2 separate regions of the Triticum aestivum genome follow, and region 1 is linked to region 2. Evidence: chromatin contacts called from public Hi-C data. All regions are on one chromosome and are shown on one strand. Each heading gives the region's core, a stretch centred on a gene start, on an enhancer-like site or on the middle of the called end of the contact. The rest is flanking DNA. Distances are from core to core; before and after follow the strand shown. Region 1 holds the start of LOC123111390. Region 2 holds the start of LOC123111386 (probable protein phosphatase 2C 73).

Region 1 (5,051 bases), core at 1,343-3,842, 390 kb after region 2:
GAGAGGCCAAGGATTTCTTACCTTCGGTTTTCTCAGAACATTGAACGTGCCTTTATACAGGCCAAGCCCTGGGGTAGGGCGAGCAGGGCGGACGCCCTGGGCCCCAGATATACCGTATGTAGTCTGTACTAACTGGGCCTGGCCAGCACACAACGCAGCTAAGTAGCAGCACAGGCGCCAGGCCAGAGGCAGGCCAGGTGGCGTGACACCATGGACAGATAACCACGCCTACGCGGTGTGAGTATGCCCCTTGCGACGCTTCGCTTCGTCGCTCAATCTTGGACTAAAGCCCGGTGTAGTAGATAGCAGGTTCCCGTGTTGACTCGAGCAATCAATTAGTACAACACATGGTTCAGCTATTTAATTTTCTAACGGTTTATAATTGGCTTTCTGTGTGTATGAGCACCACATGGCACGTGAAGGCAAAACCATGATAATACACATCCTCTCTTTGGGGGTGAGTTTGCCAGCTAAATACGCAAACTGCGCATGGCACACTGATAGTATTTTAGCTTTCTTCATTCATTTTACTTTTCAGTTTCGTGTAAAGGCTTTTTCAGATTTGTATTCTCATTATTATTTTCTACCACAAGTAAAAATATCTTTTCTGAAAGCCTTATCTGATTTGCATTTTCATAGAAAATTTAACTTTTTTCTCGGTATATTTAGTGAGATTCGCCCTCTTCTTTCTGAAGATATAAAACAATTATACCGTGATGGGTGATCAATACATTTAAAATGTGGCAGCGACCTTCTCTTCCTCCTTTAGGCCAACTAAATCTCAAATATACATACGGCTCACCGACATGGGGTGTTCAGATTTTTTTTTCCACAAGAAAAACTGATTTGTTCTTCTTTTGCATATCAAGGGCCCCAGTTTCTAGTTTTGCCCTGGGCTCTCCAAATCTCAGGACTGGCCCTGCCTTTATAAACCCTTTCTCCAACTCAGTATGTTCCGCCTTTTCTTGACTTGAACAAGAGCAGCTCTAGGCCCAAATTCCAATTGGCACTGCAAGCCATTTTACTGGGACTTTATAGTTGATATTTTAGCTCATGGAATCAAGCATCTTGGTGGAGGCAGGTTAGTTGCATAGAGAAGATTGAAATAGGAGATAGACTGAGGGAGTGATGGCGAGACTTTTTTGGATTTGGGACTGAACATGTAGCTATTTGGTTAGCTTATCTATATACTTCCATGAGTGCAGCTGTGGCATACGATTACATGAAAAATACTCTTGAAAGCTATTTCATGAGTGCTGACAACCAATTGAGCATAAACAATGCACTCTTGAAAGGAAAGGAAACTTCATATCCCATGCATAATCTACACGAGTGAACCTGTTGTGACGAATGAGAATCAAATATTGACCAGAATGACTAGTTCTCTACACTACACACTACTCTGCGTAGACATGAATAACTACCACCCTTGCATAAGGAAATGTTTCTTGCCAAACTATGCAACTATTTTTGCATGAATAATAGTCACCGTTGCTCCCAGCTGATCATTTTCGATTAAAACTTTGCAAGATGTAGCTCCAAACCAACATACTGAATTACTGACTAAATTGCAAGAACCCCTCAAAGCACACAATTCAACCACTAGATGGTTTGCGCAATAGCTCCTAAATGCATTCTGCATGTAATCACTCTAAGAACAGCATGATAGGCAGGATGAGAAGACAACCTGGTCGAGCACGCGGTGATTGCTCTTCTCCACCTCCCTTGCGAGCTTCTCCATCCTATGGAGCATCCCGGCATACATGCTATCCATCTCCGCCGCCTGCCCAGCTGCAGCGCAGACGAGCCCTTGCAGCCTCCCCAGCCCAAACCCGTCCACCATCGCATCGACGGCCTTCTGCTCCCCAATGCTGTAAGCATCCTCTGCTTGGGGCGCCGCCGGCGGCGGCTGAGTCGTCAGCAACGGGAAGGGCGACTCCGGGGCGAAGGAGTGGTACTGGTCCCGGAAGCCGGGGCCGACGTTGACGACGGTGAGCGAGGTCGGGACGAGGCGGGATCCGACGAGGAGGAAAGCGCGGTAGTCGAAGGAGTGGGTGGAGAGGTCGTCGGAAGCGGAGGGGGAGACAAGGATGAAGAGGAGCGGGTGGGTGAGGGGCGATAGGGTTTTGGACAGGGAGCACGCGAGGGCGTGCTCGCGCATGGAGGCGCGGAGAGGGGTGCGCCGGCGGGACGAGAAGAAGCCGAGGGGGCAAGGGGAGGAGGGTGGCGGCGGGTTGGGGCGGCCGAGGGGATCTGAGAGGGAGCAGGGGTGGGAGAGGGAGGAGTGGCCGGAGATTGAGATGAAAAGGCACGGGGCGGCGGGGGCTTGGTCGTCGTAGTCGGAGAGGGTGGGAGCCGGCGGAGGGGGGCGGTGGGCGCGGCCGAAGAGGAGGCCGTCGCAGTCACCCGCGGCGGCCCCGCAGCGGTGGAGGAGCGCCGCGAGGGCGGCGCCGGAGATGGAGAGCTTGACCTCCTCGCCGACGGCCATCGGTGGGTGTGATGGGATCGATGGGGACGTGTAAAGGTCAGTAGTCTGCACGTCCTCTTTACTATCTCAACGACCGCTTTCTGCACATCATATTGCCCTGCTTCTACAGTTCTAGTACAATTTTACGTTTTTTTATATAAAAAAAGTACATAAAATATGGCAAATAAAAGATCTTTTGAAACCATCTTCAAGAATGTTTTGAAAAATCAAGGATCATGGCAGGGCTTCAAGCCGGGCCTGAATCTAAACCCTGATGTTCTCTTGCTGTGTCTGGTGCCCTGAAGTTGCTTCAGTAAACAACAGGAAGGCAAACAACAGCGAAAAACGACCATAAGCATACGGCAACAAATCAAATGTTCGTCCATATAGTTCGTGTCCCTTTTCGCATTTCAGTTCAGTTTCGAATCAGATGTTCGCTGCATTGTGAATTAAGATCCAAAAAAACAAGAAACGAGAAACTGGACAGTGGTTTTCTCGGTTCAAGAGACAAGGGCTTCTGAATTCAGACAAAGACAAAGAGAGGACCCTCCAGGGTCTTAACAGTTTGCTTTGCAGTTCACTCATCAGCAGCAGCAGCTTAGATAGATACTTAGATACTAGTAGGTATAGGTTCGAAGTGTCCGTAGATCAGAGAAAGCCGGTCGGTCAGAGAACAATGGCAGAGCAGTAGCATCTGCTGCCGATTGACTTCATCCCTGTATTCACCCAACCACAGCCTTCCTTGTAGCGCTCCACCTGACAATCCATCCAACACAAGGCGTTTCAACAGTTGATCAGCACAATTTTTCTGAGAAACTACACATCAAACAGCGAGAAAATCAAGTGATAAAACGGCTGAAACTGAAGGGTAATCTAGGCAGTAGTATAGTTTGGATGTTAGCAGCCGTATGGTGCTCGGCGGAAAATTGCATCTGGGTGTAGCTACCTACCACATCCAAGATTGTATCTGCTTCACCTTTGACCCCACCCAGAGTGAATATCGAACCACCGAGCACAGCTGAAGAGTGGTACCCTCTGGTGTAGTTCATTGGTTCCACCATCACCCATGACGGCATTCTTGGCTCGTACAACTCAACGGTGGATGCCATTGCTCCAGCATCAGCATCATAACCACCCATTACATATCTGAAAGAAAAACACGGCATTGCTAAGCACCATGACGGGCATCTATGCTGTTTTCAGTTGTAGCAAGAGTCAGTAAAACAAAATTTTGGATCACATGGGCCGACATCATACAAAATTTACGCTGATCCCCCGTCCCCGTGATTTACCACAAAGAGCTATACCAGAGACTTAATTAGATGCCCACGTTCTACAATTTCTAGTGGACCGTCCTGATCTGTAAAAAGAGATGCACGTACTTACATCTTCTCATCAAGCACTGCCACTGTATGACAACCTCTTACTGTACTCATTGCTGGGAGCATTTTCCAGTTAGGCTCCCTAGGATCAAGCCTCTCAGCAGAGCTGGTAACAAACATCGTACTATTAGCAAAATGGAAATTATGCATTCTCACTTTGAAGAAATAACAAGTTCATTGTCATGCAAGCCATAAAGAAAATAGGCTAATGAATACCGTACTCAGTTGATTACAGATTTACATACTGCTTCGATATAAGGAGAGTGTTTCTCTGTTGCTCGAAAAGGGGGTCGACAGAGTAATATGCACTAAGCCATGAGTTATGAAATGTGCTCTAGGACTTTTGCAGGTTGCATTGCTGCACTAAACTACTTACTTTTGCTGGGTTGATAGTACCTAAATCAGTTTGTAACTGAAACTTGCCAAAATAAGTACAAGTGGTGAAAGGATATCACCTCAGATACTGAACGCCATTGAAACCGCCAACTGCATAAATCACACCATTAAGTTCTGCACCAGCTAGAGAAAAGCGCTGAAAACCAAGCACCACAGATTATTCAGACAAAAGCAATCATCACATCATAGAGGTTTATAGGCTGGAATATATAATTATATGGACATGAGTAAGAAACCATAAATAGCAAATAGAGAAACAAGAACAATTATACAGAGTACTACAGAAGTACGCACTTTTGCATCAGGACAATCATTATCTTTCCATAAAATGGTCCTCCTTGATGCCAGCTTTAGATGCATTTTACAAAGTAAAAGATACTAACGAGTTTTGCTAGTCAACAAAAAGTAAATTTTACAAATTTAATGCAAATAAGCAGTGGAGACCAACACCCAGCCTAGAAGTTATTTATGTTCATAATCCAGGAACACATTTTTGTTCATTTGTTCACATGAATAAGAGACTGTCTCCCTGCTTAAGCAGGGCAAACTTCTAAATTCCATACATCTGTAGTGAATTTGCGGAGCCCCTGTTTTTTTTCCTTACAGAAGACTTAACCCTGACCCCATCCAGTTAAAGCCAAAACCAGCATGGTATTTCTGGTGATCCTCGTGGGAGAAGGAACCATCGAGTATGTCAAAGACATTGTTGTGGATATTAGGCAGTGGTGTGGAGGTTATGGTGGAGAAATCTACAACATTGGGATAAGATGCTACAATGTTAGGCCAACTTATGGTAATTCAAGCAA
Region 2 (5,500 bases), core at 1,303-3,802:
GCTGCCAATTCATCTTTTGAGATATAATAAAAAGTTGAATCCATTACAAACTTGGGTCATGCCTCTTGTCCAATTGGTACCACAACACACACCAAACCCAACAAGCGTACATGCCAACTGAATTAATGTCCAATCTGAAGAGCCTGAATGCGTGAACACGACGTATGAAACTACTATGAATCAAGTTCTAAAATATTATCCTTTTTAAAGTTTGGCAATGCATGAGCATGAATCGATCAGTCAATCAACCTTGGATGATTCTTGGTCGTTGTTTTCATCCATGGACGCGGACCGCCACCGCCGGCTCAGCATCCTGGGAAGCCGGATCACCGAGTTCACCCGAGCCACCCCTTCCAGCGCCCTCCACACAGCCGTCCCCTCCTCCGCCTCACCGCCGCCCAGAGCCTTGCGGAAACTCCCGGTGAACGATAACACAGGTGCGTGAGGCGGCTTGGTCGTGCTGTCTTCCTCAGATGAAATGGCTGCTGGCTTCAGGAAGAGGCAGACAGCCGCGCAGTCATCGACCATCGACGTCGGGAACTTGCGCCGCCACGCGCGAACCGCCCGGTCCACGAGCTGCTTTGCCGCCTTTGAGCGGTCGGAGGCCGACGAGACGATCTTGACCACCTCCTTGTTGGATAGCACGTCCCATATCTGCAACACTGTGTGGTTAGATAAGAAGATACAGAGACGAGTCTACTTCAGTTAACAGTTGCTTGATGTCAGCCTGATCATAAAGGATTTGATTTATGTTATCTTAATTTAAGTTGCAATAGTGTCAGGAACTGTTCTTAACTAAAGGAAGTTGGAGCATGATTGGAATGTAATGGACATGAAACTAGAGGAAATCCACTCTTGTTACCCCATCAGTGGCAAGCACCAAGAAGTCATCCTTTTCTGACAGCTTCCTGTAGTACACTTCGGGTGTGCAGATGAGACCATGGTTCTTGAGGCAGAAGTCTCCGAAAGCCCTTGCCATGGCGAGGCCCGGCGCGTCCTGGTCCGGCAACCACAGCCTAGGCACGTCGGGCTCATCGTCCATGGCGAAGATTCTCCCCTTGCAACTCAGGATCCTCTCAGCCTCACCTACGACAAGTCCAGAAGATACATTGCAAGTTGCAGTTAACAAGTGTACGTACCACCTACAGGCAAGTATGACATGAGAAATTCAGAGGCTGACCAGGAAGATCTGGCTTTAAGTCGGTGGTGATTTGCACCGAAACCGGGCGGCCCTTGCTGTCCCGCGCGCAGAGAACAGCGCGCGAATCGCCTAAATTTGCAACGATCAAGTGATCACCCTGTATGCAAAAAATAGCAACAATTGAAACTTTCAAATATACTTCTAAATTTCAAGTGAACATTTCGGTGCTTTGGCCGAAATGCAAACTGGAACCACTGAAATTCGGTAATTTCGGTAGGTGCTGAAATATTTCTGAAACTGAAATTTAAAACCATCTAGTATCTATTACCTGCCTAACGACGGTGACAGCAGTGGTGCCACTGCAAAGGCAGTCGATCCCGGAATGCTGCCTCAGCTCCTCGTCGACGTCCTCGAACGCCTTCACGATCAAGCTCTTCCACGAGGACAGCAGCTGGTGCTCTTCGCTGGTGTCGCTGGACGAGGTGCAATCCGACTTGTCGAACGAATCCATGTCCGCGTTGCTGTTGCTGGAGAGGGCGTCGTCTTCAGCTCTCGGTGCCAGAGAGGCGGACAGCTTCTTGGGAAGGGAGTCTCGGACATGCCGTGCGACGTCCCGGCCGAGGGGCCCGTGCCCGTCGAAGACTCCGCAGAAGATCTGGCCCTTGTGCCCGGCGAAGTCCTGATCATCTTGACACATCAAGATTATCTTATGTCTCAAGTAAATTTTGCACATAATCTAGCAGCTAGGCCATACTGATACTATCTGCCACGGATTTCAGTTTCTAATGCTGCATTCATGCTGATATTAGTACACTGGTGAGCAATAAATATGTCATGAGACTAAGTAGAGTACGTACTACATAGGAGATCAGGGCAATGGTGAGCAATCAAGATGGTGAGGTACATGTGTGGTGATTACAGTATCTCAGGTGTATTGCAGGTTCCAAAGTTTTTCAGTTTGAGCAAAGCTAGTAGCAGAGATGGACCTAGTACTACTGCAAAAAGCTGCCGATTCAACTTGCAGCGAAGAAAAGAACATATCTCCCATGGCTACAAGGAAGGGGAGGGAAGGAAAGGAAAGCTTGACCTTACCTGGCAGGCGGCCATGGCGTCCTGGTTGACGCCTTTCCACCCTTGCTTGGTGTGCATGGACACCCCGGCGGCGCCGGCGAGCTGCTCCTGCAAGAAGTCGTCGTGCTTCCAGGGGAACCACCCCTCCGTCTCCTCGAGCTCCCTCCCCCCTCCTTCCCTGCTGCAGCAGATCCCCATTGCCGCAGCCAAATCTCGGCAGCTACCTAGAACCTAGCTAGCTCGCTCCTGCAGCTGCAAGCAGAGGTGCACGGAACGGGATGGGCATCTCGGAGTTTAATGCGCGCGGGCGGGCGTGTGTGCGCGTGAGCGAGCGAGCGAGAGAGTGGGGTGAATGGATGTTTATCTTGCCATTTATAGCGTTGGGGCGCCATTAATGGCGAGAGGACATGGGCGCCCCGTCCTGGAGGTAGATGGGGACGGACGCCGCTAATGGTGGTGACGCGGCCGCATTCAATGCTCCTCAGCAACTCTTGTTGCCTGTAGCTGTGGGCGCCAACGTGAGATGCCTGCCTCCTGCGCCCGTCGTCGTCTTCAATGCGCATCTCACTGGCTCTGGCTCTGGCTGGGCGTCAGAGGAGGCTCACCTGTCTCTCCATGAAAATCCTTGCGAGTTTGCAGTGCCATAACGCGCTTGGTACCGCTCGCCGCTCGCCTAACGTCCATGAATTCTGAGCTCTAGCCAGTGTTGCAGTTTGCAGGTAGCAGCGGTCGCTGCCAAAGTGCCTTGTTTGGGCTAGGCCTGATGATAATTCTTGGCCCGGACAAGTCTGATCTGAAAATGTCAAAGCCTGGCCAGGCCCGGCCCAACCCAACATATGTGAAAAATGTCTTTTCCTTCTTAATTTAATGACACGCTAGGCGTCATCCGGCATGGATCAATTGGCGATTAAGTATGGCCAGTAGGAGCCAAACGACTATAGTGGCGAAAATATAAACCGCCTCTACAGCCATTCGATAAGGCAGTGTGTGACCCTCTGATCGTCTTCCGTTCTCTTGTAGCTTGCACAATCAACACCACTTGTCGAATTCAAAAAAAAAAAAAAACACCACTTGTCATCCTGTCCCGTCACAGCGTTGATCGTACTTGCACAAGCACAGCCCATGCTAGCAGGCAACCGCCACCACCGTCGCAGCGTCGACCATCGCTTTGCACCTTGTAGCCTGCTCGTAGCATCCGTCGTTGCCGACATTGCAGTGTCGCCTGAAGTTCTGATGGTCCCTTGCGTCACCACCGACATTCCCCTCAAAGCTTCAATGATTCCCGTCGCCGGAGGCTCATGGGCCGTCCAATTGGCAACACATCAGATGGACCGCATGTTGCTTCGCTTCTCCCAGCATCACACAAATGCAGCATCTCGCCAGCCCACAGCTCGTGGACTATCATCACCGGCGGTATCGCTGGTCGCTGGCACTGCTTCACAACATCACCAGCAGCATCGCCAGCCGCGTTGCAGCATGACTGCATCCTTCGCAACAACAGGTGGTGATGCTCACCTATAACCCCTCACCCGCACGCAGCATGCTCCTCTCCCTGCACGGCCGCCCTCGGAAGCATCATCGAACATGTCATAGCATATCAGCGACCTTGCAACAATAGGGTTTGGTGCTCATGCGAAAGACACTCTTTCTCACTGTCTCCACCCCAATTGTCGTCTCCCTCACTGTTCCGGCATGTTCCGCCGTCCACCACCGCGATGGATCCATCATTGGATGACCTAACGGAGATGATCATTATCCCGCCAAAGTCGGAGGACCGGGTGGCGGTGGACGCCCGTAAGGCTGCGTTCTCGGAATGCATCAAGGAGGATGAATTGTTGTGTGAGGCATAGTATCCATGTTTGGTTTCACAAGAGAAAGCACTACGATCCCTACCATAAGGAAGTGGTCCATCAACGCAATGGAAGTCGCTCACCAATCGATGGTACACCATTCAAGAGCGAGTCAAAAAGTTTTGCGGCCTCTACAATCAAGTGAAAATCCGGTGGCCAAGTGGCACACAATCCAACAGCTCGTAAGTTTTGTGACTTGTTCAACTTGTTGACCCTCCATTGTCTTCATTAGCTAGCCCATACGTGCGTGCAGGCTATACCCAAAGATGGAGAAGAAGCACTTCATCTATATGCATTGTTGGTTGCACTTAAGTAGGCAAAACAAGTGGCTCACCGCTGTTGCCAATTCCGTCTTAGAGAAAGACGTCGCATTCGAGAGTCCTAGATTGGGCAAATTAGAGTAGACCGTGAAGACGAACCTATGGATTTACTTCTTCAATCCTCTCATTCTTATTGACAGTGTGAAGCACCTCAGCGAGGACTCTGGAAGGCGTACCCAAGTTGGGACTTGAAGATGACATTGGCATGGGACATGATGTATCATGCCTAGGATTCGATTTCTAATACCGCCATGCTCAATGAAGATGAGGGTAGTGATCCAACCATGCCAACACAAGATGGGCTTGCTCCGGCCAAGAAGGTGATTAGGAACCGGGAGAGGAAGTGGGAGGAGGTGAAGTAGAAGCGAGAAGGGTGATACGTCTCCAACGTATCTATAATTTTTTATTGTTCCACGCTATTATATTACCCGTTTTGAATGTTTATGGGCTTTACTTTACACTTTTATATCATTTTTGGGACTAACCTACTAACCGGAGGCCCAACCCGAATTGTTGTTTTTTTGCCTATTTCAGTGTTTCGAAGAAAAGGAATATCAAACGGAGTCCAAACGGAATGAAACCTTCGGGAGTGATCTTTTTGGAACAAACTCAATCCAGGAGACTTGAAGTGGACGTCAAGAAGCGGCCGAGGCGGCCACGAGGGTGCCTGGCGCACCCTAGGGGGTGGGCACGCCCCCCACCCTCGTGGGCCCCTCATGGATCCCCTGATCGACTTCTTTCGCCTATATATACTTGCATACCCTGAAAACACCGAGGAGCACCACGAAAACCTATTTCCACCACCGCAACCTTCTGTATCCATGAGATCCCATCTTGGAGCCTTTTCCGGCGCTCCGCCGGAGGGGGAATCGATCATGGAGGGCTTCTACATCATCGCCAAGGCCTCTCCAATGAGTTGTGAGTAGTTTACCATAGACATTCGGGTCCATAGTTATTAGCTAGATGGCTTCTTCTCTCTCTTTGAATCTCAATACAATGTTCTCCTCGATCTTCTTGGAGATCTATTCGATGTAACTCTTTTTGCGGTGTGTTTGTCAAGATCTGATGAATTGTGGTTTATGATCAAGTTTATCTATGAGAAATATTTGAATCTCCTC

Evidence for each region. A called contact is a pair of places that touch in the nucleus more often than the background predicts.
Region 1: a Hi-C map of leaf shows a contact between it and region 2, with 3 times the contacts expected there. The contact joins the promoter of LOC123111390 here to the promoter of LOC123111386 in region 2. A contact is called at or near these places in 3 of 5 Hi-C or Micro-C datasets (all in leaf).

Annotation. Positions count from the first base shown.
Region 1 is chr5B:280,701,750-280,706,800 of IWGSC CS RefSeq v2.1, forward strand. It overlaps LOC123111390, which reads right to left and starts at 2,593. Exons shown (of 3, transcript XM_044532180.1): 1 at 1,688-2,593. The coding sequence starts at 2,488. LOC123111389 reads right to left here. Exons shown (of 12, transcript XM_044532178.1): 9 at 4,305-4,381; 10 at 3,854-3,955; 11 at 3,418-3,613; 12 at 2,843-3,223. The coding sequence ends at 3,134.
Region 2 is chr5B:280,315,442-280,320,941 of IWGSC CS RefSeq v2.1, forward strand. It overlaps LOC123111386 (probable protein phosphatase 2C 73), which reads right to left and starts at 2,553. Exons shown (of 5, transcript XM_044532176.1): 1 at 2,234-2,553; 2 at 1,470-1,820; 3 at 1,181-1,298; 4 at 863-1,086; 5 at 1-654. The coding sequence starts at 2,410. The coding sequence ends at 241.